2 separate regions of the Triticum aestivum genome follow, and region 2 is linked to region 1. The links are chromatin contacts, called in public Hi-C maps. All regions are on one chromosome and are shown on one strand. Each heading gives the region's core, a stretch centred on a gene start, on an enhancer-like site or on the middle of the called end of the contact. The rest is flanking DNA. Distances are from core to core; before and after follow the strand shown. Region 1 holds the start of LOC123096082 (probable E3 ubiquitin-protein ligase ARI1). Region 2 holds the start of LOC123096085 (exocyst complex component SEC3A).

Evidence for each region. Hi-C and Micro-C count contacts between places; a contact is called where the count stands out from the background.
Region 2: a Hi-C map of leaf shows a contact between it and region 1, with 6 times the contacts expected there. The contact joins the promoter of LOC123096085 here to the promoter of LOC123096082 in region 1. A contact is called at or near these places in 2 of 5 Hi-C or Micro-C datasets (both in leaf).

Annotation. Positions count from the first base shown.
Region 1 is chr4D:46,251,839-46,257,729 of IWGSC CS RefSeq v2.1, forward strand. It overlaps LOC123096082 (probable E3 ubiquitin-protein ligase ARI1), which reads right to left and starts at 2,376. Exons shown (of 5, transcript XM_044517682.1): 1 at 2,252-2,376; 2 at 248-280; 3 at 1-138. The coding sequence starts at 2,299.
Region 2 is chr4D:46,569,672-46,575,562 of IWGSC CS RefSeq v2.1, forward strand. It overlaps LOC123096085 (exocyst complex component SEC3A), which reads left to right and starts at 2,760. Exons shown (of 25, transcript XM_044517684.1): 1 at 2,760-3,067. The coding sequence starts at 2,896.

The DNA of each region.
Region 1 (5,891 bases), core at 1,126-3,625:
TCTGAACATGCGGTCTCGCCCCTTCCTGTCGAGGTGGTCGTAGATGCAGTCTATCTTCCACCGATGGTGGATGAGGAGAGCACGAGCGTTGTGCTGCTTGACGTTGAGCAAGTTCATTACCATGGATAGATCTTGTTGCTGTAGGTAGAGAACCAAAGAGAATATTGTACATTACTCCTCTGATCACAGTTGGGAGACACGTATAATCTGAACTCCAAGCAGTGCCTAGTATAGTGACTCTAGTTACCTGTGCAGTGGAAAGAGACTCTTGTGTAATTGCCTGCAATAACAGATGGAAGAGTAGTTCAGTAGTGCATCTTCTGATTTACAGTAAAACAGCAGAATAAATATTAGCTAATCCAACTAAAGCAAACCACTCGGGAAAAAATGAGTGTTGAAAACTTAAGACTAGGTTATTGCAACCACAGCAATCCGTCAATCAGCGTCAAGGAGAATTTCTGTATTGTCCAATCAAATTTTACACTGATAAGAAAGAGAGCCCATGCAAGACACAGAGGGAGTCTGCTCGAGTGAAAGCTCGTTTTATGATTTCTCCAAAATTTCTGTCGAGCCATTTGCCGGGATATTATACAGTAGGATTCATGTGATCCAAAGGGCTTCTATAAGAAGAAAAGAAACTATGTGGACTATTTTGAAATCCAAATTCCTTTGAAAATACCTTGACAGCGAGAGCGAATAGATGAAAATTGTGCTGAACTAAATATCTTACTGCCAAGACTAAAAATCAAACCATCTATTAGTATATTGTCGTTAACGATGCCCTCCACTTTTATCAGTAAATAAACCTGCATCGCATTTGAATTCAGAAACCAGTGGGCGCAATAAAACCATACCACAATCCCCCATCGGAAGCCGATCTGGCAAGAGTTTATGGAAGCCTCAACATTAACCCCACCGATTAGGTAATAAAACAGAGATTCCGCGCAAACCCCAGGACCCTAATTTGTTCGCCTTCGATTTTCTTCTTCTCTTGGATCGATTCGGTAAAGATTCAATCGGGCAGTAACCGAGGGCGCAATGGGCGGCGTTGGTCGATGGGCTTACTTACCCAGCAATCGGCGGGGCGATCCGGCATCGGCGTGTCGTCCTCGAACAGGCCGTCCTCGTCGGCCTCCATAGCCTCCTCCTCCTCCTCCTCGTCTTCGTCGTAGTCATACTCGTAGTCGTAGCAATCGTCGTCGCTGGCCATGGCGGGCGAGCCCGCCGCCGGCGCCGAGGGGTTTTGGATTCGTCAACGGGGCGCGCGGGGATGGCGGCGAGGCGAGGCGAGGCGGAGCTTGGCTGGCGAGGGTTTGGAGGCCGCGGGCTTAGCGCGATGATCTGATCGGCAACATATAGATTTTGCTTGGATTAGGACTCCGCTGGGCGCTCGGCGGGCGTCGCCTCGTGCGGATGCCGTTGTGTTCAAGATCCTCGTTCGCTCCGGTCACAAAATTACGTACTAGTAAGTACTCCTTTTTCTTTGGCGGCTGCTACGAATCAGCCGGATGATTTGCTAGAAAATCATCCGGCTAACTAGCCGTCCGATCTGGTGTTGAGTCGTTGGATCCATCCCCTCATAGCTGTTGGACCGGTCAACGCATTAGCATGGTCCTTCTCCTCTCATTGCAACCGCAGTGAAGAAACACAATCACGTCGTCGTGGGGAAGCAGCACCACCCCGGCTCGTAGCAGGAACTGCGTCCCCTCGCTGCTAGCGCAGAGATGCTCCACAGACGAGCGCCGGCGATGCTTCACTAGAGCACCACAACAGCGCGGCGGTGATCCATCGCAACAGCCCGGTAGCCGCCGCACTGCTTCATTGGAGCACCACCGCCGGCGCGACAATGCTCCGTCGCAACACCCCGACGCCCGTCGTCTGCTTCATCGCAGCGTCACCGCCGGCGCAGCCGTGCTTCATGGCAGCACCCCGACGACCGCCGCGTGCTTCATTGTAGCGCCGCCGTGACCGCCGCCACGACCGCCGCATGCTTCACTGCAGTGCCACCGCTGGTGTGGCGATGCTCCGCCGCAACACCCCGACGACCGCCGCAAGCTTCACTGCAGCGCCACCGTCGGCGCGGCCGTGCACCATCGCAGCACCTGACGCTGCGCCGGCGGCTTCACTGCAGCGCTCCCCTCTGCAGCAGTGAGATCCACAAGTATCGGTACGACGGCGAGACGCGAGCTGCCGGAGCGGAGAAGCGCTGGGTACGAGATGAATGAGCGGAGGGAGGTAGGGGATGAAGCACCTGACGCAGCGCCGGCGGCTTCACTGCAGCAGCAAGATCCACGAGCATCGGTGCGACGATGAGAGACAAGCTGCCAGAACGAAGAAGCGTTGGGTGCGAGATGCACGAGCGGAGGGAGGTAGGGGATGAAGCAGAGAAGGAAAATGTGTGGCTCATGTGAAAGGATAAGGAGAAGTGGAGAGAACGGTGTGTGGGGCCCAGCGTGACGCGTGTCAAGCGAAGGGAGCGGTTTACGCGCGGAAGAAATCATCCGGCTGAAAACAAAGGTTTTCCTTTCCTTTTTCTTTCTCTCTCTCTCAAAAAAGTACTCCTTTTCTTTGTTGCTTTTTGTGGGCTGACGCTAGGCGCCGGTGGATAGGTGGCAGATCAGATCGGTGGCCTCTCCAGCCACACGATCTGGCCCCTTCTAATGGTCTGATTTTATATTTTTGCGAATATTCTAATGGTCTGATTGATTGACGTGCTCCCCAAGCGATTGAACCGCGGCGACTATATCTCGCATTAAGCGAGTCTGTAGAAAGTCTTGCCTTGAGGTTTTCGTGGTTGTTACTAAACCGGCCCATTTTTGTGAGGGGTCGATCCCTGGTCACCGCGAAGATAGCCAGCGCTACTAGCCACCGTGCCTGCCTACCATTCGTGATAAGTTAAAAGGCGCGACCTACTTGAAGCGAGTCAAGCCGTTATTCTCGCCCGGGGGGGGGGGGGGGGGGGGTCTTCTTTTGCTTTTCCGTTTTCTTCTCTCTTTTTTCATTATTTTTGCATTTGTTTCTTTGTTTTTATTTTCTTTTTTCTTTGGTTTATTTTGTTTCTTTTTCGGTTTCCATTTTTTTCTTTGTTTCTCTTGGTTTTCATTCTACATGTTTTGTATATGTCAACAACATTTTTTAATATATGTTTAACATTTTTGTATACACATTTAACATTTTTTATACATGGTCAACATATTTTCTATACATATTTTAAACATTTTGTCAAATGCTTGATTAACATTTTTCGAATACAAGATTAATTTTTTAATACATGATCAATCTTTTTTCTATACACACTTTTAAACTTTTTAAATTCTTGATTAACATTTTTAAATTAACACGAGGTCAACATTTTCTCTAAACACATCTAACTTTTTCAAATGCTTGGTTAATATTTTTTAAATATTTGTTTAACATTTTTTAAATGCTTGATTAACATTTTTATATACATGATCAAAATTTTCCATCAATTTTCAATACATGGTTTTCTATAAACACATTAAAAAAGTAAATGCTTGATTAAGATGTTTTCAAATACTTATTCGACATTTTTTCATATGCTTGATTAACATTTTTATATACATGACCAAAATTTTCCATTATTGTTTAATACATGGTCAATATTTCCCTATACACATTTAACATTTCCCAAATGTTTAATTAACATTTTTTAAACACTTGGTCAACATTTTTTTCAAATGCTTGTTTAACATTTTTAAAATATATGATAAAATTGTTTCATACACATTTTATTTTACTTTTGTACATTTTTCGTACACATCATAAATATTTTCTCTATGTGCATTTAATATTTTTCAAATGTGTGGTCAGAACTTTTAAAATGTTTTATGTAGAGTGTTTTTTTAATATATTTATTTAGAATATTTAGGAGTGTAAACAAAAGTAAAAGAACAAAAAACAAAAACAAAAATGTGAAGAAAAAAATGAGGCACTTGTTCCCACACGCCTGGGCCGGCCCAACTCGTGCACCCTTCAGCGATGGTTCCTACTAGCTCGCTGAACACAAGATATAGGGGCGCCCTGACTGGACTCCCTCGTGTCTCTAAGTGCGCATCGCCAAGGCCACCGATGGCCGGTCCCCGTAGCCGTCATCGTGTCCCCGCTCGAAGTTTGCAGTCCCACCACACGTTGCACCGCCTCTGGTGCCGCTGCGATGCTGCACACGGTGTCGCTCAATGGTGTGCCACTCATCACTCCATGATGTGTCGCACGCAACATCATGATCGACAGATTCCAACGCACTGTGGCCATGGTTGCCGCATCGCGTCCGACCGGTTCCAACACCTAGGGCTTATAGCGAACGGTTCGCAAAATCCGGGGAATGCAATTGTAGCAAAGTGGTCGCCGCGGTTGTCTGCTATTGCAACATTCCCTTGCCGCCATTGTAGCTCGTGACCGTTGTGGCTGTAGCACGTGGTCGTCACAGTCCCAACTTCACCGTCAAATATTTTGATGAGTGGATGCAAACCTTCGGCTTAACGGCTTATACACTTCATTCTTCTATGTATACCCTTATGTTACCCTTTTGTAGCAAAAGGCTCGACATTATTCTTGCCCTGTCAGCTTTGTTTGTGAACTCATGTCATGTTCTTTCTTTTCAGTTCTTGGGCATTAGCCTTTGTAATTTCTTATTTTTGTCAAACTGATAAGTCAAATGGGCGTCCCGGATATAATCTTGTTTGAAACATTGGCAATTCTTCCTTGATCTTTGCCACTTTCAAGTTCCTTTGGCTGATTTGGCACTCTGATCTTCAACGGTTGATTGCTTCGCCTCTTTACTTTTAGTAGCAAATGCCACCACCTTGATTGAATTTTATCATTTTAAAACAAATATGAAGTAGCACTCTTATGACTATCTTTTTTATCTGATAAACTTGTTTGATCACCTCTTTCTTCTTCCTGGAGCTCCAGAGCAATTCTTTTTGATTGAAATGGTATTTGACATGTGATTGTTTCTCAAGTGTTGATCTTATTGGAGTTGCAAAATCTAGTTGAGATATCTAAAATGTGGAAGAGAATGTGGCCTTGAATCCTACATGTCCCATGATGAATATCGATAAATATGGCATAATGAGGTATCCATGATGAGGTATCCATGATAAATTGGCGGCCCAAAAGGAGGATACGAAGTTTATGCATTGAACTTCTCCCTTCGCTAATCCCGGTTTTCAAACTTGTGCTTCGGAGGTGACTTTGAATTCTTTGTACTACTTGTTAAATAAGCATTTTTTTTCCGTTTCATCTCCTTTTGATATTTAGCGAGTAACTCTTCAAAAGTAAACTTTTGATGTGTTACCCTTGTGTGTATTGCGGCATTTGTCTTCATTGATTTTGCATGCATCAGTCTTTGAATTTCCTCGCTACCCCAACACTTTGATGTCTTTGTTGTATTTTTGATAGAATTATCGCCTTCAAGAATGTCTTAATTGTGCTCCTAAAATTGTCTTTATGTGAAAATTTGAGTTGGTATTCATCTTCTAATATTTTAATGAATCGGCTCGAGGTGACTGATGTGATAGCCTTTTGTCATCAAGACCAAACTAAATAGAGTGGTTCAGGTTTGAAGCCCTCACCCAATTCGGCAATGTATTTATTCATTCTTGTATTATGTTTCCTCCATGTTTCCAAATAAGTTATTATGCTAGCACCGGCTTCCTCAAAACATTTAAACCTTGGCTTCATGTCTCTGAAACCAAAATAGTTACAGCATATAAGTCTCATTTGAGACAAAGTGTAAACCGAATATGAAACATGCAAATCTACCAATGTAGTATAAACTTTGAATAAAACAATAGGGACAGATTTAGCTGTAATAAATTCTCACCATCGGCCTCTCCAGATGGTACTGTGTGTTGACTGATATGCTTTGT
Region 2 (5,891 bases), core at 1,510-4,009, 320 kb after region 1:
CGAGCACCGAGCCGCGTCGGCTGTCTTCGTCAACCCCCGACTGCGTCAAAAGCAATGTGAGCTCCTCACCCACATATTTTCGCACCGCGTGCAAACCCGGATAACCCCGAGCGACACTCAGGGACCGCATCCGCCTTTATTTTACAGTTGCACTACTGTTCGCCCCGGCGCCAGCCAGAGTTGGCCCGGAGGCTGGCCGCTTGGCCTGAGATGTTTGTTCCCGCAGATGGCTTAGTAGCGTGCGCGGTACCAAAGGCTCACTCTTAGTCACAGACCGCAGAGCGGCTGTCCGGCTAGCAAGGATGAACGGGCCACCCACGCGAAAAGCGTCCGGGAAGAAAAACGGTTCGGGCGACCCGACCGTTTCCTTTATGAGTATCTGCTCGGTTAAATCCGCTTCTAGAGTCTGAGTACTGTACACTCCCCTCTGCGGCCCATTCTCAACCACAGACCGCGGAGCGGCTGTCCGGCAAGAGAGAGCACAAGCCAAAGAGTCGAGGGAACATGAAAAGATTGAAGGGGGCTCGGACGAAACCGAGTCGGCACCCTCCGCATAAAACTTGCAATGCTAAAAGCAAACATTTGATATATCTGCGCAGACTAACTTTGTCTTTTGCATGATCATTTTCGTGGGGAACCCCCTCCTCACTCGGAGGCTACACCCAGTGGGTGAGCTGGTGCGCCCCCACTGGAAGCAAGCCGCGCCGGCAGCAGCTCGCAGCCGGCTGTCAGCACCAGCATCAGTCGGCGGACCCCACGTCCGCGCCCGACAGCTTCGGTCGGCGGACCCCGCGTCCGCGCCCAACAGTACCAGCCGGCGGACTTCGTGTCCGCGCCCGGCACCTTCGATGCCATCATCTGCACCAACAAACGCGAAAAGCCTCCGCCCAACTTTTCCAAGTTGCCCGGAGGCTTGGAGGCTACTGACGGGGTAATTGACGACGGGTACCCCGAAGACGGCAAGACAGTATTTCAAGACATCGGGGCTAGCAAAGCCCCTCAGTCCGACTGCCCGGCCGCTCCTGCCGGCTCCCCGTCCGACTGCTCCACCCGGTCGGCTGCCCCGCCGGCTGCCGGCTGCCGACTGCCCGAAGTCAACCGCTGCAACGACAAGACACCGACACTGTTGACGAATAGTAGTGGCGACATCATCTACAGTGTATCTGTCCCTGGGCACTGTTTTATAAAGTGCACCAGGGACAAGGAGGCATGCACATCACGTCCACACCATCATGGGCATGGTGCCCCATGCCCACTTGTCCCATGCCACTACATAGCTTACATAGTAAGCTAGCCATGCCTATATAAGGCACACATCCATCCATCCACTCCTCACTCACTCTCACTCACGCATGCATCCATGCTCACTCACGGTGGAGCTCTCTCATGCCCATTTGCTAGCTAGCTCACATACACATATGAGACATATACAAAGCCAGATGCTTATGGCACTGAGCTCAGATACAGCTCTAGGAGCAACTCTGTACCAGATATACCAGATATACTCAGACATGCAGGAGTAGGGGTATTATCTCTTCGGAGAGCCCCGAACCTGGGTAAACTAGCGCGTGCTACTCGCATACCCGCTCCCGGTCCTATCAGCAGCAGTCTTACCCTCACACTAAGCCCTTGTGGCATCTGTCGCCTCGCAACCCCCCCCCCCTGAGAACACCACGACACATGGATGCCTGTCGCTCTCTCTTGGTCCCACGCCCTCTCTCTCCGGAAACACCAGCAAGTAACAATGCATCCTTATCCTCACAAGCACCGACTGCTCATCCTTTCTCCTAGCACGTGCTATCCATCTCAAGCTCCCAGCCATGGCAATACAATTGCTCCTCCAGCCAGAAACCACATCCTTTCGCCTACTGCAGGGGCTCAGGGGGTTGGATGGCGGTGGTGAAAAAACGGCGGCGGCCGCCGCCCACCACCGACGCTACGAGCTCTGTTGTTGCAAAAGATCAGATCGATGAAGTCTCGGATTGTAACATCGTCTATGTTTCCGAAACATGGGGAATGTTACAACGAAAACACGACGGTGCAACGATGCGAGCGAGACGATTTTTCTGCAACATGAACTCTATTGCAAAAGTTTCTGAAACATAACTCCTGTTGCAAAAGATTTCTAAAACATAACTCCTGGTATAAAGTTTTTCGCAACATGATCTGTCGCAAAAAGTTTCTGCAACTTAAACTTTGTTGCAAAGGTGGGGAGCGCCGCTCGGCCACTTGATGATGCAGATCCACGGACGCGTAGCACTGCCCAAAATAAATCTGCAACATTACCTCGGTTGCAAAATAGAAAAAGAAAAACTACAACAAAACCTCTGTTGCAAAAGTTCCGCAACTCGAACTCTGTTGCGAACATCCGAAGCGCGACATCATCCTTGTTGCAAAGCTAGGAGCTGGATCCGAGGGCTATCCCATGTTGAATCCAGTGGTTCGCGATGCGACGGATCTTTACGCGTAGCGCTGCCGAAAAAGGGAAACTCTGAAAAAAGTAGAAAAAAAATATGTTATTATGCTTAATTATGGCCAGTTCGCTGATTATCAGGGACTTCCGACCCGAGAGCCTGGTGCCGGACCGGAGACCGAGCGTCGGGGCTGCCCGGTTCCACCGCAAGTCCCACCAAGTCAATCAACCAAACCCAATTCCGACCCGCCTCGCCCGCTCCTCTCTGTCCAAACCCCAAAGCGAAATGTATGTAAACCGTAATAAAAACCCAAAACAACCACCAGAAAATGATTGTTGACCAATAATCACTCCGAGGCGACACCAGCGCAGCAGCACGGTGCCCATCACCAACCTCTCCCCTCCTCTCCCCCCACCACCGCGTCAAGCCCCCCTCCCTCTCCCAGATCGCCGGGAGCCAGGCGCCGGCGAGAGGCGCGCGAATGGCCAAGTCCAGCGCGGACGACGCGGAGCTGCGCCGGGCCTGCGCGGCCGCCGTGGCGGCCTCCGGCGCGCGCGGCGAGGAGGTGTCCTTCTCCATCCGCGTCGCCAAGGGCCGCGGCATCTTCGAGAAGCTCGGCCGCCTCGCCAAGCCCCGCGTCCTCGCGCTCACCAGTCAGTGCTTCCTCCTCCCTCTCCCTCCCCTCCTCTCCCCCCGCGTAGTGGCTGCCGTGCAGCTTACTATATATCGCTGCTTCGATTTTGCTTGTTCTGCGCTGCTGCGGCGAGGGTTTGACCTGGTTGGGGCAGCCTCCAGGCGGCTAGTTCGGTGCTGGTTTCGTTGACTGGAGAGCCTTTGCTTGCTGCTTCACCCAGGGAGTTGTTTGCAGCCGAATCTTGTTCTTCTCAACTGATGACCCATGAGACCGTTGTTATGGTTCGGCATGCGAGAGTTGGGATCTCGGTAGCTTGGATCCAACTGATGATCGTAGCTGGGTTGGTTTGGTTGACCAGGTCACTACACGTCCGCTGGTTTTTAGCTGAATCGGCAGATCCATTTTCTTCACTTGTTTCACGCGGTTATCTCTGAATGTCCAAAATCAGTGAACTTTCTTGCATGTGGCGCTGCAAACCTAAACTAAATATCACTACATGCTGCAAGGGTGCACAATTTGAAAAATAAATACGGAAGCTAGAGCTGCAGCCGATGTTGAAAGTAGCCTACATTCACTAGCCGGATCCATCCAGGGTGCATAAATACGGTAACTTGTCAGCTAGAGCTCTCACCATGCAGAGCTGAGATCAGTGAAGTGCAAATATGGCACCTGGAGACCTAATGCATGGATCGTTTGCACAACTTAGCAATGGAGCAGGTGACCTATAGCTAGAGTTGACCGAGCGAGGTGCTAGAGCTAATTGGGTATATCCTTGTGATGCGGTTGATCAGAGATGACAATGAGCATTCACAACTCATGAGGGCCATCATTGTAGGGCGCAGCCTATCAGGTGCACAAGCCTCGAGCGAATCAGTACACAAATTCATCCAAGGCCATCTGATCCCATCCCACCGTGCTGCCGCATGGGCACTGCTGCTGCCTGCTCTGCAACAGAAATAAGCAAGTTTTTGCACTCAACTTGCAAAAATCTCGATCATTTGGAATGTGCAGTAAGAAGGAACAGAATGGCCATGAGCAGAAAACTAAGTGAACGGAGAGGTCAAACTGACCTAGCAGAAAGGAAAGAAAGGAAAATTTAGAAGAAAACTTCTAAGTCAATCCATGGAAGCAATCCAATAGAAAAGTTCTATATTGGGATCAAACTCACAACGCGTGGATGAAGTGTATCCGTCCATAAAGCCACGAAACAAAAAGCAAAGCATGAAATTTGTGTGAGACCATGGCATTGGAGTAGTACATGCCATCGTTGGTCTTAGGATGCATGGGATTGGATTGCATCAGTAAATTTGTTGATTTGTCATCAACTAGGCCTTGTGCACCTCATGTGTCGCGCTGTTGGAGAGAGACCGCCATAACTTGTCAAAGGACAAATGGTTTAGGACTTAGGAGGTACTTATTTTCTCCCTGTGGATGTACTTAATCGACCCAGGAGTTCTCCAGTTCAGGTTAACCAGGCAGTGTCTTTCAGCAATCTGTAGTTTTCCCATGGATGAACGCTAACATAGGACGTCCCCAAACAGGCCTTGAAAATTTGTGCATGTAACTCAAGGAGCCGGGATATGTTTTTTCACATAGTTTATGTGTTGATCTTTTAGCAGAGATTGCTGGGCTGCTTGTAGGATTGCCAGTAGAGTTTACATTTATGCTTGCTGGGTTGACAAAATTTTATTTTGGGATTGTCAATTCCAATATGTAAATCCATAGCCTACTCAGGAATTTCTTATCTGTAACTGTTTGAAGGGAGACGATGATCTAGATGACTCTGATCCCAGTGGTAATGTCTTCTCCTTTTTTGTCCGAAGCACACTATGAGTGCTCAAATTTTCTTGGATTGGTCCAGTTTCTGCTTGGTGCACTACGCCCTTTGTTGCTACTCAATTGTTGGTGCAAGGAGAGGTTCGCTGCAACACTGATTAATTGGATGGATTGAGGAACATAATCTAAGTGGAATGAATTTTCTTTTGAGAGTTAATCCTTTCCTCCCTGGTTAACTACAGTCAATTATAGTTAGATATGTTCGTCTTCAAGACGCCATAGAGAAAGCAATAACAAACTCGAGAGTCACAAAAAAGCCTAGGGTTCCTCTGCCTCCCGCCGGCACTGGCGTCGGTCCTCCTCGTCTCCGGTGGCCTTAGGGCATGGCGGCTCGGTGGACCCCGGCCCTTGCCGGCAGGAGGGCTTCATTTTTAGACGTTCCTTCGAGTTTTGTTAGGGTTTGTGTCTTGCTCAGGAATACGAGATGGCGGCGGGGCTCCCTGAAGATGGAATAAGGTTCTCCCCGCCTAGGCCCCGTCCTGGTGGTGTGTCTAGCACTGTTGGTGGGCGTGTGGAGGTGTGTCTCCGGCGGATCTGTCCTTGGTGGATTTGCTCGATCTGGTTGTAGTTCGTCTACGTGTGTGTGTCTTCGGGTTGGATCCTTCCGATCTATGCACGGCGGCGGTTGCTGTTCTGGTGCGCTGGTCCTATGGGGCCCTAGCACAACGACTTCCCGACTGTCTACTACAACAAATTTTGCCCGGCTCCGGCGAGGGAGGGGCGATGACGGCGGCGTGCCTTCGGCTCGCTTCAGTGCCTATAGTTGTCGCTAGGTGGTCTACAGATCTGGATGTATTTTTTATTATTTCTGGTGTTCGCTGTACTGTCATGATTGAAGATGAATTGATCGAAAGTTTTCCCGCAAAAAAACCTAGTCAATTATAGTTGTATTTCAGTCACCATTGCCCACCCAAACGATATGTACACAAAGATACATCATTAGCTTCTTCAATGGTGAAGATTTAATATTTTTATTTACCTGCTGTAGCTTGGATGACAATCTATTA